Linked DNA regions of Zeugodacus cucurbitae: region 2 is linked to region 1. A link is a contact called in public Hi-C data. All regions are on one chromosome and are shown on one strand. The core of a region is the stretch at or near the end of the contact, and the rest is flanking DNA. Distances in the headings are between cores, read along the strand shown. Region 1 holds the start of LOC105211193 (general odorant-binding protein 56h). Region 2 holds the start of Kcnq5_2 (potassium voltage-gated channel subfamily KQT member 5).

Region 1 (5,213 bases), core at 1,115-3,614:
AGGTATATTTTCTGTTAAATTACTAAAAAAAAATTAATAAAAAAAAAAAATTAAATTTAAAAATAATTAATTAAATTATTGAAACAAAAGAAACATAAAAATAAAAAACAATTTTCCCATACCGGGAATCGAACCCGGGCCTTCCGGGTGAGAGCCGGATATCCTAACCACTAGACAATATGGGACTGTTAAACAAACGCTCACAAATGTTTCACTTGTTCGTCGCTCAACATGATATATTTACTCACCATACCATTTATATTCACCACTTCTATCTATACTGGGTATACCACATATATACACCACTTCTAACTGTATATGGTGAATACGAAAGTGTAGATATGTATGTGATCGGATATATTTACTTGTAAAACGTGTTGAAAGAAGATTTATTTTACAAATCTTGACTTTTCGTTCAAAAAATATATTAAAATCTAAGAAAATTCTCATTTTTTACTGACCACAATATGATTCATGCTAGATACATCACCCATCTCCTAGAATCGCATCATATTTGCCCAGTCGCCCCAGAGTTTGATGAGAAGTTTTGGCTCTGGGTTGCTAATGTATCAGTACTAGATTATTAATTTAATTTAATTTAATCACAAGTACATTTGAAATTAGCAAAATTTCTTTGAGTTTTCGTATAATATTTACTTGCTGTGGAAATATTTAATTTTTATTAAAAATTAATTTATTTTACCCATTAATACTAAGTACCCACTATCTCTATGACAACTTATACGAGGGCTGCTATATATATTTCTGGCCTAGGCAACACTTAGTGGTGCCAGGTGCAATCTGACATTTCCATTGGAAAGTTTGACATTTTTTAACATAAGATCACTCAGAACGTTTTGTCATTTAATCGTGAATTGTTTTATTTACAGGGAATTAAAAAATTCATCTCGGCCAAAAAATGGACGCGGATTATCGCGACAAGAGTGCATAGAAAATCTTTGTATGGCTTTGAAGCACCATCCTATAGCACTGTGAAAAACTGGTACAAGGAATGCAATCGTGGCCGACGCTCGCTCAAAGACGAATTCCGTGAAGGTCGTCCAAAAACAGCCGTTGTGCCAGAAAACATCGATGCCGTACGTGAACTGATAATGCAAGACCGTCATGTAACATACCTTCAGATAGAGACATGCCTATGTATTTCTCCCACCAGCATACATTCGATATTGCATGAACACCTGCCCGTAAAATAGGTTTATTCTCGTTGGATCCCGCACAATTTGACAATCGCTTAAAAAAGGCTCAAAAAAAGTGCTTCGAAAATTGGTTTGAGCGCATGCAAAAGTGTATAAATCTTGATGGAGAATATTTTGAAAAACAATAAAACCATTTTCGTTGATAAATATTCCTATTTTCATTATTAGGCCAGAAATATATATAGCAGCCCTCGTAGCTAATAAGGCAATTCATATAATAATTTAATTATGTACATATATAACATAAGAGCACTTATATGATTACAGTTATCAATTTGTAAAAACAGAATGTAAAGCTAGACTTCATAGAATTTAATTGAATTTATTCAGAACATGGATAATTCTGATCTAAGCGGTTTATTAAATTAAATGATGAATATTATTTAAGGTCGTTTACTCAAAATATGACATATTGAAATGTTTTAATAGTCGAAACATTATGAATATATTCATTGCTCATAGGAAAAGCAACTTATTGTTAAATTGCTAGGAGATATCTAGAGAAAAATTCTACAAAAAAATAACTGTATATTTTTGAAACTTGGAACATGATTACGGTTTAGCTTAAAACTGGCCAGAGTCCATCAGAGTACAGATCAGTCATCTCTGACACAATTCTGGAATCAACTAGCAGGGATTATAGCAAAATTTGCAAACAATGAAGGTTTATTCAACCCAAAGGGTCAGTTGATGCTTTCATACAATTATTAATTTTTACTCATTCACACATATTTCGCAGAAGTTTCAAATGTTATTTAATCATTTCGTAATCGTATTACAATTGTGCTCTGTTTATATGTGTTTATTCGAAAATAATTTTCCGAAGCAACAACAACAGCTCTCCGTAAGCATAAATCAGACACTGTCAGTTAAATTAGCCCATAGTTTAGTTAATTGACAAACAAAAACTTTCATAATTGACAAATTACGAACAATTGTTCACTGACATTCTGCCACAATTTGAAAATGTTGTTGAAAAACTTTAGTGAACTGAGTAATTTATGGCACATGGCTGGCAAAATTAGTGTGAAAATTGTTGGTGATGAATTAAAAATCGGACCAACATATGTTTGTACGCATGTTCGAGTATAATGCGCATTAATTAGACCATGAATTTGACAATAAATAAAAGCTTTCATGTATTTCGATTATCCGAGTATAAATTCAAACTCCATTGTTTAGATAATTCAGTAACATTTCTGACCTCATTTGTTGAACACAAATCTGCGCGCATCCTTTTAAACGGTCACAATGCATACATTCTACATTTTGGTAACAATGGCGGCGCTCGTCACGTTGGCAGTGGTGGGTACAAAAAATATATAATATCTTCAATTAATATGTAAAGATGCCAAATAGCTCGTACTATATCAATATTTTCCATGCCAGTGTCAATTTCCAGCCGATATGGAGAAATTCCATAAAGCTTGCATGGACGAAGCCAAAGTCACGGAGGAAGAACTGAAGCAATTCTTTCAAAATGGCATGAAAGCTGATGAAGCCAAGGAAAATATAAAGTGTCACACAAAATGCTTGATGCAAAAACAAGGCATATGGAAGGATGGTGTCTTCAATGCTGATGCCAAAGTTAAAGAGCTCATGCAAATGCCAAAATTAAAGGGCCACGAAGCCGAAATCACACAAGCCATGAATAATTGTAAGAACGAGAAAGGTGCTAATGAATGTGATACGGCTTTTAAGATTACCATGTGCCTCAAGGAGTTTAGGTCAAAGAATCCCTAGGAATTCAAAGTTCTCTGCTCTACATGCTGCTTTTATCTGCCCTGGATTGTTGATCGATTGTTTTAAGAGAGTTCTCTATTAGAAAATGTACATCTGCTGATTTTTATATGTTATTTGGTATAAGGGATTAATAAATATGAAATGTGTCTATTAAAAATTAAAAAACATATTTCGGAATAATTTACTCTGTCGGAGGTATTAGTGGAAAATCCTGTGATAAGCAAACTCGTTTATATCATTTCCTTAATATTTTCTCTACTAAGATCTACAAATCTCAACCTTAATATAAGATTTCGATTCATGTTTTACTATTTAATACTATAATTTTTGAATTTATCAATTTAAAATTTTTTGATCGACCACTCAGAAGTCGTTTTATCCGTTGTAACCGAGCGATCATCGAAGAAACATCAATTCAAATATGTCATAAGACAAAATTAGAAATGAAGTTCATAAACCTCACGCTGTCAGATAAAACGATATACCTCCTCATCGCGGGTTCGAATACTTTCGATTTGCAAAGAAAGTAAATGAAGACTGACTACAGAAATGATCCTGTGAAGTATAGTCTTAGCTTAACAACGATCAGCACGCAGTATTTCAACAAAAATAAATATAAAGTGGTTGAGAAGTGAATTGTCACGAAAGAACTGTAAAAGCGACGATCGAAACATTCTTGAGATATTTATTTAAGAAACAAAAACAACAATCACCGAAACTCAGTGTGTGTAAAGAAAAGGTAGCTAGTACACTCGCAACCATGAGATGCTCACCCCACACTAGCGCGCTACTAAGCGTACGTGAGTAGGTAGCGTTAATATGTAGTAACAACAACAATGTTCTTTGGTGAATTTATAAATTTATTTTTAGGCTTTGCTATATCAGTATATGTATATACATACATATCATTAGAAATACCGAGAAATATTTTGAATTTTACTAGTTCAGTTAGTGTTAGCATTAAAGCAGTTTTTTCATGATAATTCATAAACAGTTTATTGCTTTTGGTTTGGCATTACTTGAGAGGTTACTTGACTCGAATTTTCACTTAATCTATTCACGTGCATAATGCACATTTAAACCAGATTATTACATGTGTACTTATGTAAATAAATACATAGGCCTAACATCAACTTATTGTTTTTGTCTTCCTCTTTATGGATAGCATGCATAACTGCAGTTTTCATATTTTCCCCTCTTTTTATGCTTGGCAAATATTCTGTTGATATTCTCACATTGTTTGTTGGCTAAGTGGAAAATTACTAATAATGTTAGTTATTAAGTTATTAACAAAAAAAGGAATAAATAGTGGTAAGGGTTGGGAAAAAAGACTTTCTACAACTCAAAATAAAAAAAATATTGAAATCAATTACTATTTTACATATACAGGCGCTCGTTACCCACTTAGAGCTATGTAATCCGCAATCAACTAGTTACTTTACAACTCGTATGAACCGCAAGCGCAATTAGTCAGTTGACCGTTGTTTCATTCATACCAACCATTGGTAAATTTATGTGTTAAATTCATACCAGTTTGATACTAGTTTCGTACTAGTTAAAACCAGATACATTACTTAGGTAGTTCAATATATATTCTATTGTACCTGATTGTTTTAGTATTTATTCAAATTCTCTATATTTTTATTATATACTGATTTACTGATTTAGTGATATAACTTTTGTCCTCTTTCTGAACCTACTTAGGAAAAGATTGGTACAAAACTAAAACTTTTCGGACTAGTTAGATTTTGGTTAAGATTGCCGAGTATATATTGGAGTATTTGGCTTATTCCAGGAATGGAGGCCATGAAAATTTAATTAAACAAGCACAATGTTGTTTTTATTGTTGTCTAGTGAACGTGGACTCAGCACGTCAAAGCTTTGACCGGCAGTAGCTAACAGCGGGTGGAAATGGCCGACTGTGGGAAGTAAAAATAATAATTTCGGGGAATCGAAATACGAAAGTATTATTGAATTTTGAATGAGAAATATGCGTGAACACAAGAATTCCTGCCAAAAGAGTAAACAAAGTTTAACATAACATGAAGGAATATATATAAATTAAGGTACACTTTTCTTGGGGTTTAGAATACTTCCTTCAAACCAAAACCAACATTTACTCTTGGAGTACTATTATATTACTTCACACTATTTTTCCAATAAACTGTTTTTCCCGTTGAACCCGGATCTTGGAACCATTTTTCAATTCCATCATTGACTATCCGCCACTTAATTCTGAAAATTCTTTAATTA
Region 2 (5,213 bases), core at 1,069-3,568, 280 kb after region 1:
TATGGAAATTTCTCAAAATTGACTTTATAAGTGTCAAAGCATGTGTTTAAAAATTCTTCCTCAGTTACCTTTCTTGGAAAATTTATGCCTCTAAAAATTAGATCTCTCATATTCTAATTTGGAATACTCCAAATAATAGAAAATATGACGTGTGGAAGACTACTTGAAATGGTATAAAGAAAATATTTTTCCTGTAAACCTAAATACATATGTATATACATATATTCCACAAATCTTAAGGTGAAATAAATAAAAATAAAATAATTTCAATACAAAAGCAACAAAAACTACTTCATTAATATTATCTACCATAAATTACCTCAACAATAGATTTAGTTTTCAATTATGTACGCATAAATATACATATGTCTAATAACACTTGAAATAAAGTCATAAATCTTGCGTGAAACCACATTGCCCCTGCTACTCAGTGGGTTAATAATGTATATTACTAAATAACGAGTAAATATATAGCTGCATATATAAGATTTTTGCGAGCGCAAATTCCAATACAAATTAAACGGAATTTAAGAAAATTCTAAGTATTTATATATTATATCAAATAAAATTAAATTGTCACTCTTATACAGTGGGTCCGCTATAGATTTGCGCCAGCCGTTGCTCTCACCGGCTAACAAACGATTAGACGCATATGCTTTTGTATTGGTTTATACATGTGTATGTGTGAATATGTGTGTCTGTGGGTGTTATAGGAGGTTATATGTGCCGTACATGCGGGTGTATATGTGCGCCGTTATGTGGCGCGCCGAAAGTGCGGAGACAGCTGATTATGGCGACTTCTTCGGGGTATAAAAAGTGCGACGGAAATGCTTTCAACGCATTACTCGACAAATTAAATAAATACATAGGTGTAGAAGTATTTCAATTAATAATAAATAATACAAGTAAAAACTACCAACTAAAACAGTTAATTAATGCACTTGAGAGTAAATTAAATACAATTTGTTTGGAGAATAATTTACGGAAACAGCACGAAGTAGTGTTTGATTAATCGTTTTGAAACATAAGCAGATTTAATTTTGGTTGAATATTTTATAAACAGTTAATTTTTGGTATATTTTATTTTTGAAAATTTTGAGAAATTAAATTTGTATTGATTTATGAAAATTTTTGAAAATTATAATTTATTTGTATAATTTTTATTGAAAAAGTTAAAGTTAATTTTTTTTGAAAATATGCTAAAAACGTATATGATAAATTAACATTTTTCAATCAAATATATTGTTTTGAAATAATGTTTAAATTTTTTAAAATTTATTGGAATTAAAAAAAAATTATATAAAAAATAAATAAAAATAAAAAATATTGTAAAATTTTTAAATAAAATGAATTCTTAAAAAAATTTTAATAAAAAAAAAATATTCAATTTTTTTATTCATTTTTTTTATCAAAATTTTATCACTTTAAAAAATTCAATTAATTTTTTTTTTCAATAAATTCTTAAAATGCGAATGGATTATTGTTTGTTTTTTAATTTAAAGAATAAAATTTAAGACCTTGAAACTATGAAATAAAATATTTAAAAATTTATTTTTTCATAGAGTATAAAATGAAATTAATTTTTATTATTTTTTTGTTTAATCTTGAAACAAATAATTAAAAAATCTATAAAAATTTACAATTTATATTTCACTTGCAAAAAATTGTGAAATTTTATTTTCATAGTTTATTATACTCGGCACGTTTGCTATTTATATTTGGCCGCCTACTAAGGCCAATTATATATAGCGTTCATCAGAAAGCATGCGTCTTTCATACTTAATATAATTTACTATAGATTAAGATTATTTAAGACAATACAACATAATCAAATGCTTACCTTTCGTGAGCCAGTGGATTGCCAAAGTGTTTCAGCGGAGCGAGAGCTTAATATTCCTACAAAAGCGTAACTTTCGATTTTCGCGCCAATAATTTACTCGTCGTTGAGTCAACCAACACAATGCCTAACTAAATCTATTTACATATCTAACTATGTGTAGTACATGTGCGCTCCGATTTTCCACGCTTAAGCGAATTTGTTTTTTTTTATATTTAATAAACAAAACAAGAAAACCCTCTAACATTAACTTGCATTTGGCCCGCTTTTCCCGATCTACTCACTTGTTTTGGTATTGAAAACTCAAAACTATATACAAAACGCTTTTGCCACAAGCAAATTTTAATAATATGCTCCAAATGCTACACACAACAAGTCAATTGATTGGCGTCACCTAAGGCCATTAGCAACAGGCGAGAAAACACTCTCAGCAAGTGCCTCAACAACGAGGAGACACGACGCAACGCAACGCCTCCTCCTCCATACAGGCCGACCAAGCTAAACGGACGGGCAGGCAGGCAGCTAGCAAGAAGGCTAGCAGGCAGTCGGACGGTCAGCGTTAAGAGCTAACAAGCCAGACGCTGAAGCCGAAAAAAAATCTTAATAGAAACAAAACATAAATAAATACGTACATGAAATATTTAAATATTCATTGTACAACAAAACAGTTGTACTTCGCAAAGATAACAATAACAACAATATTAGAATAGAGTGTGTCAGAACAAAATAGATGTATGTACGTTTGTAAGTAGTACTTGGTGGCCCACGCGCATACTTTTTGGAAAATTGCTTGTTTTGTCATCACCTTGTTGTTATTACCCAGAATGTATGATTTGTTTTTCTTTATTGTTACTGTCTATTTTGTGGCTGTCTGCAATATAAAATTAGCAAAATCTTTTTTGTTATGAATACAAAAGATGAGTCGCATTTCGCAGCGTGAAAAAAGTGTGAAAATAGGAAAATCACTGTGTGGTCTGAGATTTAAATAAAAAAGAATATTAAAAAATTGTTTCATAAAAAAAATGAAAAATTAAAATAAAAACCAAAAAATTCTTGTCAGAAGTGGGATTCGAACCCACGCCCTCAGAGAGGACCAGAAAGCTCCATATGAAACCCATCAATCGTATGATAGGCAAGTTTGCACTTGAGTCTGGCGCCTTAGACCGCTCGGCCATCCTGACAGTTGGATAAAGTGCGTCAAAGTACACACTTCAGTATAACTAAAATAAAATCTTTAAAATCTTTAATAATTTTTTTTTTCAATTTATCACGCTTATTTCAATTTTCATTGATATTTTAAATTCTTGAAAACAGGAAATATTTGCTATCTAAACAAATTTAAGATGAAATTGTTTCAAGAGCACGTGCGGTCTCACAGAACTAACTGTTTGTTGCACCATCTAACGACATTATACGGTAACCGCTCAGAAAGATATAACCCTTAGCAAAGACTGCAACAACAAGCATCTGATAAGCCGTTCACAATGAGTCTTCAAGAAGAAATTTCTACTACAGATTTTGCTGGATATATTGCAATAACCGATCGATCCATTTGAGAGTGTGCAGAACACTTTTCTCAAAACGAAAAGCAAACGTTACATATATGTAATACACTACTCTTTTCGTTTTGATAGCCAAGCTGACTTAGACCAATTCCTTAAGACTATGTCGATGACTTCGAACGCTATCGCATAAGGTGTTTCTTTGGATGGTTGACTGGTATTTAGGCTATCATACGATTCACTGTGCTCAGAAAAATCAGGGATTTTTTTACCTTAGGTGTCATCTTTCTTTTTTATTAAAGCAATGGTACTGTAAAAAATATATCGTAACAAGCAGCTGAAGTCTGAGTATTTTTAAAGGTGGAGTTCTATCATTTCATCATTTTATATGCCTACAGTTATAAGAGCACTTCAAAGAACTCTTTGCTTAATATTAGCATCCATACCCAAAAAGCCATTTGAAACATTTCTGTAGTGCTCGCTGTCGAATGGTATTTTGAGAATGTCTTGAAATGATAAATGGGATAAGTGATATTCCTGCTTCATATCGCTGCTGTGTTATGGATCTTACACTACTATACATATTATCACCAATGCATTTTCCGATTTATAGATATGAATACAATTATTCTTCATTACAATCATGATTCTACTGACATTCTGACGATATTTCCAGTTGAACCGAGGTGTCACCGTCAAAATTATATTGTCTATAAGCATCAATGAAAAATTCTATAACTTATCAATATTTGGTATAAAATTAGAATACGTAAGCAAATAAAGACGGTACTTAAAAATAAACCCAATGTTTATTTGAGTCATATTTTCTTCTAATTAATTATATTATTACAATGTAATATTTTTAAATAAATAAATATCAAAAAAGTTCTTGTCAGAAGTGGGATTCGAACCCACGCCCTCAGAGAGGACCAGAAAGCTCCATATGAAACCCACTATTTTAGTAGTAGGTAAGTTTGCACTTGAGTCTGGCGCCTTAGACCGCTCGGCCATCCTGACACTTGGTGACATTGTGACAAATGACATATATGAGCGATCACTTATTTGGAAGAAAAAAATATAATTACAAAGTGTGTACGGATTATATAAAAATCAAAAGCACGCTATACTTATTTGAAAAATCTGAAAATTGTAATAAAAATATGTAAATAATAGATTTTTTATAACAATGTTCAGTGTTCGCATTGTTGTTTCACTTCGTTTCTTTTATTCGTAAATTGTCGTATAATATTTAGTTGCTTTGCATGTTTTCTGTATAACAGTTACAACACTTACCTTGTTAGTGTTTCATTAAAGCACTTTTATGTTGTAATACTTTGTGTGTCCCATATGGTCTAGTGGCTAGGATATCTGGCTTTCACCCAGAAGGCCCGGGTTCGATTCCCGGTATGGGAAGTTTTTTATTATTTTTTTTTTAGTTTAATTGTTCTTTCACGATGATTATCCTTAACAAATTAGTTTTACTAATATTTTTAGATTTCTTACTATTAACATTATGAATCTGGCGCGTACAGTACTAAAAGATGCTTTGTCAAATCTAATAATTTTACATTGAACACCAATGAATATATCGGATAATTCCGCCGAAAGGCTTTTAAACGTAAAATAAAAACTAGTGAGTTTGTACTATAATATAATGGCAATTAAAATTGTGTTTAGGTAACGTATCCCTCATGAAATCCCACCTATGTAATCAGGACTCTCCGTATATGAATCCAAAGCGCTTCTATAAATTATATATATTTAATAAAAGTTCTTTGCATTACTAACTGTTTTAAATTAATCGGGCTCAGTGTCAGTCCATCGAGCGAGAGATCGATCGAGAAAAATATACCCCTCCCCGGCGGGGAATCGAA

The links. Hi-C and Micro-C count contacts between places; a contact is called where the count stands out from the background.
Region 2: a contact with region 1 is called in a Hi-C map of whole body, with 5 times the contacts expected there. The contact joins the promoter of Kcnq5_2 here to the promoter of LOC105211193 in region 1. A contact is called at or near these places in 2 of 2 Hi-C or Micro-C datasets (both in whole body).

What each region holds. Positions count from the first base shown.
Region 1 is chr6:4,933,464-4,938,676 of idZeuCucr1.2, forward strand. It overlaps LOC105211193 (general odorant-binding protein 56h), which reads left to right and starts at 2,365. Exons shown (of 2, transcript XM_011182529.3): 1 at 2,365-2,522; 2 at 2,607-3,125. The coding sequence starts at 2,469. The coding sequence ends at 2,960. It overlaps LOC114803865 (small nucleolar RNA U3), which reads right to left and starts at 3,532; the gene lies at 3,319-3,532. Trnae-cuc (transfer RNA glutamic acid (anticodon CUC)) reads right to left here and starts at 185; the gene lies at 114-185.
Region 2 is chr6:5,214,510-5,219,722 of idZeuCucr1.2, forward strand. It overlaps Kcnq5_2 (potassium voltage-gated channel subfamily KQT member 5), which reads right to left and starts at 2,319. Exons shown (of 15, transcript XM_029039616.2): 1 at 1,841-2,319. Trnal-caa (transfer RNA leucine (anticodon CAA)) reads right to left here and starts at 3,018; the gene lies at 2,892-3,018. Trnal-caa (transfer RNA leucine (anticodon CAA)) reads right to left here and starts at 4,356; the gene lies at 4,230-4,356. Trnae-uuc (transfer RNA glutamic acid (anticodon UUC)) reads left to right here and starts at 4,681; the gene lies at 4,681-4,752. It also overlaps Trnad-guc.